2 separate regions of the Mus musculus genome follow, and region 2 is linked to region 1. Evidence: chromatin contacts called from public HiChIP or PLAC-seq data. All regions are on one chromosome and are shown on one strand. The core of a region is the stretch at or near the end of the contact, and the rest is flanking DNA. Distances in the headings are between cores, read along the strand shown.

Evidence for each region. HiChIP or PLAC-seq counts read pairs in DNA pulled down with a chosen protein or histone mark.
Region 2: an H3K27ac HiChIP or PLAC-seq map of microglia shows a contact between it and region 1, with 8 times the contacts expected there. The contact joins the promoter of Eps8 here to the promoter of H2aj in region 1. A contact is called at or near these places in 1 of 39 promoter capture datasets (pre-B cells) and 4 of 115 datasets of contacts at active chromatin or transcription factors (embryonic stem cells, large pre-B cells, microglia and 1 more).

Annotation. Positions count from the first base shown.
Region 1 is chr6:136,806,923-136,809,622 of GRCm38.p6, forward strand. It overlaps H2aj (H2J.A histone), which reads left to right and starts at 1,326. Exons shown (of 1, transcript NM_177688.4): 1 at 1,326-2,700. The coding sequence starts at 1,418. The coding sequence ends at 1,807.
Region 2 is chr6:137,647,992-137,650,691 of GRCm38.p6, forward strand. Eps8 (epidermal growth factor receptor pathway substrate 8) reads right to left here and starts at 1,294. Exons shown (of 22, transcript NM_007945.3): 1 at 1,061-1,294.

The sequences.
Region 1 (2,700 bases), core at 76-2,575:
TGAGTTCCACGGCTGCCAGGGCTACAGGAAGAAAAGTCTCAAAAACTAAAACAAATAGAAAACCTACAAAGCTTCTTTTGCAGCTAGCTCTCCAGGTGGGTGTGTCAAGGAGCAGATGACGAAAGCTCGTTCTAGGAGGGCAGAATTCAGCCAAGGAGCTATGGCTGAGCCGGAATTGCTGTGGCACTCACAAGCACAGACCCTGGAGTCAGATAGTCAGATTTGAAAGTCGCCCCTGGCTATACTGGAGACTAATTTCCATGAGTATGGTATGAGGGAACAGAGGTGCTCTTCTCTGGGCTTCCGGTTTTTGATTGTTTCCAGGTAGTTTCTCTCTTAGGCCAGGCTCAATTCAAGTTCTCCATACTCCTGCATCAGCTGGGTTTATAGGCACTGAACACCATAGTCTGCTTACTGTTGTATTTTATTTAAAAAAAAAAAAAAAAAGCCGGGGACGTTTGGTGGAGGAGCGTTATTGTGCACGTAGGGGGTAGAGGGGGTGCGGCCCATGCTGAGGTACCAGCCACAGGACGGTATAGTAGTTTATTTAGGGCATGAGGTGAGTTGAGGGGGTAGTAGCGAGAGCGAGAGAGAGAGAGAGAGCGAGAGCGAGAGCGAGAGCGAGAGAGAGAGAGAGAGAGAGAAAAGGCCGAGGGGGTGTGCGGGTGGAGGCCGGCCATGAACACGTGGAGAGAGGGGTAGGGGAATGGGAGAGAAGGGACAGAGGGCTAAGAGAGTAAGAAAGCAAGAGAAAAGTGTGGGTGTGTGTGTGGGGGGGGGCAAGCAGCTTCTTTTACAGTGGGTCAGGCACACCTGGCTGCTGCCAGGTAACTGTGGGGCGGAGCCTAGAAGAAATGCCAACACCATCATTTTTATTTTTTGAGATAAGGTCTCACTTCCTAGCTTGGTCTATAACGCACAAAGTAGCCCAGGCTGTCTTTGTATTGGTAATCCTCCTACTTCAGCTCTTTCTCCCTCCAAAAGCTAGGATTACTGATTTGAACCAAGTATGGCTTTGCTTAACTCCCCGTTTTCGCTGCCCTCCCTCCGTTCCTTCCTTATTAGGCTGGTATGGATCTTGGAATATCTACAGCTGACCTTAGGCTCCGGGCAATCTTGTATCGGCTACCCTAGTGCTGGGATTGCAGACTCGAACCACCCAGTTAACTACATCCTGGCAGCCAATCCCAACAAGTTTGAGGATGCCTGTGAACTATGTAAATTAGGACTAGAAATTTGAGCTTTTGATTGGGAGACATCTGGATGGGCGGGGGCTCTGCTTCCGCGAGCTGATTGGGTACGGTACCTGCCTGTCACGGGCGGCAGCGGCTGCAGTTTGGCGAGGCAGTTCCGGGGTGGCGCGCGTCGTCCCGGAACTGAGCGAGCCGGTGTTGGAGTTCCAGGCGCGGGGTCGAGCATGTCCGGGCGAGGCAAGCAGGGCGGTAAGGTGCGCGCCAAGGCCAAGTCGCGCTCGTCGCGCGCGGGCCTGCAGTTCCCCGTGGGCCGCGTTCACCGGCTGCTGCGGAAGGGCAACTACGCGGAGCGCGTGGGCGCGGGAGCGCCCGTGTACCTGGCGGCGGTGCTGGAGTACCTGACGGCCGAGATCCTGGAGCTGGCGGGCAACGCGGCGAGGGACAACAAGAAGACGCGCATCATCCCTCGTCACCTGCAGCTGGCCATCCGCAACGACGAGGAGCTCAACAAGCTGCTGGGCCGTGTGACCATCGCGCAGGGCGGCGTCCTGCCCAATATCCAGGCCGTGCTGCTGCCCAAGAAGACGGAGAGCCAGAAGGTGAAGAGCAAGTGAACCCGACAGACGGGTGCAGAGCCCGCCCGCCACAGTCCGCAGCCAATAAAGTCGGTGAAAAGCGAGTAATCTAGAGAGCTGTGTAGTCGCGGGACCGAGGGGGTGTTGGGTGGGGACGAGTTCCAACTTTGAGCGTGACGCAGGCCACCTGTGTGGCCATGTGCGAGCCGGAGGAACCCAGCGGGTGGATTGGGAGAGCCCCGTCGCATCACCGTGGGCAGGAGAAGCGGACCTAGTGCCCAGAGGCTACTCTGGAATTGGCTTTGCCTAACTCCCCAGTCTTAGGGAAAAGTGGTAGGGAAGGTGTTGCGAGCTGTGAACAAGAAGTTGCCTCGCTTGTCATACATAGGAAGGTTGAGCTATATGTACCCTAGCCATTTGGAAAAGACAGGAACTTGGGATCCTTGGTGGGTGCTAGTTATTTATGGTAGTATTTAAGCTAATAGATGTTACGTATTCGTGATCTGAATGCCAGCCATCTTCACATTGCACACTTGTGTTCAATATTCTTTATAATGAAGTAACTTGTGCAATACGGAAGTGAGTCACGAAGTTTGCGCTCTGGATGGTGTTGCGTAACAGCGGGGCCCTCGGTCTTAAGTAGTGTATGTTTAGCAGCTCCTAAAATGATCTTCTCTTGGTGCTTGCGGTGGTGTTACCCCTCATCCCTGCATTTGGGAAGTAGAACGCCTTTCGTGGCTAGATAGCGAGTTTGTGGCCGTTTCTGAACTACATTAGACCGTGTCTCAAAATATGTTTCTGTCTCCCCTCGAGTTTTAGCTGCATGGCAGCCTCTTATCCAGCACTGATTCTGAGAATCAGCCTGATTTTACTTAAAAGCAAAACCGATTTTTTTTTTTTTTTTTTAGGGGTGACTGTTAGCTTTCCTGGGA
Region 2 (2,700 bases), core at 44-2,543, 840 kb after region 1:
TTAGAAACAGCCCGCAACACAGACACTTTGACGATTTTTTTTAAACATAAAAAAAGTCTTCCAGGAATCGTAATTCCACCTCCTCCCCAAAGTGGCAAAACCAAATAAAACTTCAAAGTACCCACACGTGTCTGAACCAAGTTGGATCTGAACTATCTTATTCGCTTTTTCGTCTCTTTCTCTTACTGTCTGAGGCAAGAAGGGAAACCTTTAGAAGAAAAGCAGCCATGCATTCGCTGAAACACTGGCTCAGGAAGACCTCCTCTTCTAATGCCTCGCTGCTCCAAATGTCTATGGATTTTAAGCCCAAACCCTAGGGCGTCCTGCCCCGGCGAGATGCCAACAGCACTTGGGGGCTACAGGAGGAGGATTTGAACAACATGGCTCAGAGAACCGGGCAAAGATTTTTGCATGTGTATTGTAGTCATTGAAAGGAAGGAAGGGATGAGACCCCGGGGCGCCTTCACTGTCTCTCTCGGTGGGTGTGGAGCCCTCCGAAGCACTACTGACAGCCATAGAGAGGCCATCTTCCTAAAAGTAAAATGGTGTTGGAAAGTGATCCAGAATTCACAACTATTCAAACACAGCGAGCTACCTCAACTGGAGGGTGTATACCAGGGCGGGTCCACATCTCAAACAGGTTTCCTAAGGGGTCCCCACTTGAGCTGGGTGAGAGGCGCTCCGAAAGCCCTGCATCTAAGACGTTAGGGCGGGGTGGGAGTCCAGGTGTGCGGAACTCAGGTACGCCCGCGCAGCCCAGGGGAGCGCGGGGTCTCTCGGGGGACCTCGGCGACCACCCGGGCGGAGGAGGCCGCGGGGGGATCGGGTCTCCTGGCTTCGGGGTGCGCGGAGCGGGCGCGGGGACGCGCTAGGGCGGCAGCGCCGCGCACACCTGGCCGCCGACACACCAGTTGCAAAGGGTCCAAGTGAACCGCAGCGGCCGCTGAGCCTGGCACCACTCCGGTGACGGCTCACAAAGACCCTTATGGGAAAGCGAGAGGGAGCCCATGCCGCGGGAATCCCACCCGGGGAGCCGCACTGATGTTCGGGGGGCTCTTACCTAGGATCCGCCCTCCGAGCAGCCGCGCTCCTCAGGGAGTGCCACGACCTCCCTAGACGCGAGGGAGGTGACGGAGGGAGAAAGATCCCGGAGCTGGAGCGCCCGCCGCGCCCCGCTGCAGACACGCCGCTGGGGCTTGCCCCGCGCCCTGCGCCCTGCGCCCTGCGCCCAGCGCCCCGGGAGCCCGCTTCGCCCGCCGCCCGGGCCGTGTGTGCGCGCCGCTCGCTCCCGGACACAGCCAGCGCGCGCCGCGCATGCCCAGCAGCGAGCCGGGAACGCGCGTTGCCCCGCGCGGCCGGGAGAGGGCTCCGTTTGCAAGATCTTGAGGACAGTTGAGTCTCTAGTAGACCCTAGGGCTCTGGATAGAATCTCAAGGGCTTCATCCCACAAGGCGAGCACGGCACCCCGCAGGGGAGACCCGGGATCCCAGCCTCAGAGTGGTGTCTACAATTCCTCAAGTGAAATGACCTAGGTCTGCAGAGCACAGCCGGGGGGGGGGGGGGGGGGGATGCCGCAGGCGGAAAGAGCGCTCAGGTGACCGCGGCCAGATCCTGCCACACAACTGATGACTAGTGTTAATCTGGGAGTTACTGCCCTACTCAACTACCAAGAAGAGGTATTCCCCAGCCTCTGACCTGTGACCTGTGTCCATTGGTCTGCTCCTGTACCATCTCTCTTCAACCAAAGCAGTATGCAAGTGGTACCCAAGGGCTTCACTGGTTTAGAGAGACTACAATACTCCAGTCCCTGGATATAGCCAGCAAGCCCAGACCTGTCTCACCAGGCGTCCTGGATCCCATTTTTCATAGGAGCTCCTGCCAAGAGTCTGGTGTAGTTTCAAGTATGGGAGACTCTTTAGTCCAGTAATAACTACTCACCACTGCTCAGTGCTCCTTGGCTCGATCACTGAAGCCACAAAATAAGGATCTGCCAGTCTTCTCTTCTGAACCTGGCATTTTCTTACCTTCTACAATACCTCCGTTGTCACAGCTACGCCCCCAGACACCCTGGCCCTTCTAACTTCCAAGGCAATTGACTTCCAAAGAAGCCAAGGCAGACTATTAAACAAAACTTGGCTTAAATAGCTGGGCCTACCTGCTTTGCGAGGCAAGCAAAAGCTCATTCAAGAGACCGTGAATTAGCAGGCCAAGATGGAGACTAAAAGGGGGCAGTGATGGGTTTTATGATTAAGTTCGGTCTACTGCCTTCATCCAGAATCTTCCTCCATCCAACATTCCCAACAGACTGACATCCACTTGAGCATGTCCAGTGTTCGAAATAGCTGGTTTTGATAGATGGTATAGAAAACTAGGATTGTTAATTGACAATCTCTGCCAGGAGCTACAAATTTTACTTTACACCATCTCTAACCCTTAAAATGAATCACCGCTTTAGAAAATTGGGAAAATGTTATTCAGAATTTTCTTTTTGCCAAAGCCAATAGTGACATTAGGATTGAAATCCAGGTCTGCCTACTCCACAGCTTACATACATAGATTTATATACTCAGATCAACTCTCCTTCAACTGTAGACTGGGAAAGATGGACCCTGAGGACTGACATGAAATTAATCTTGCTCCTTACAGATATTGTAAGACTTGAAATAGTAGAAGCAGGTTAACAAATAACCAACATAGTAG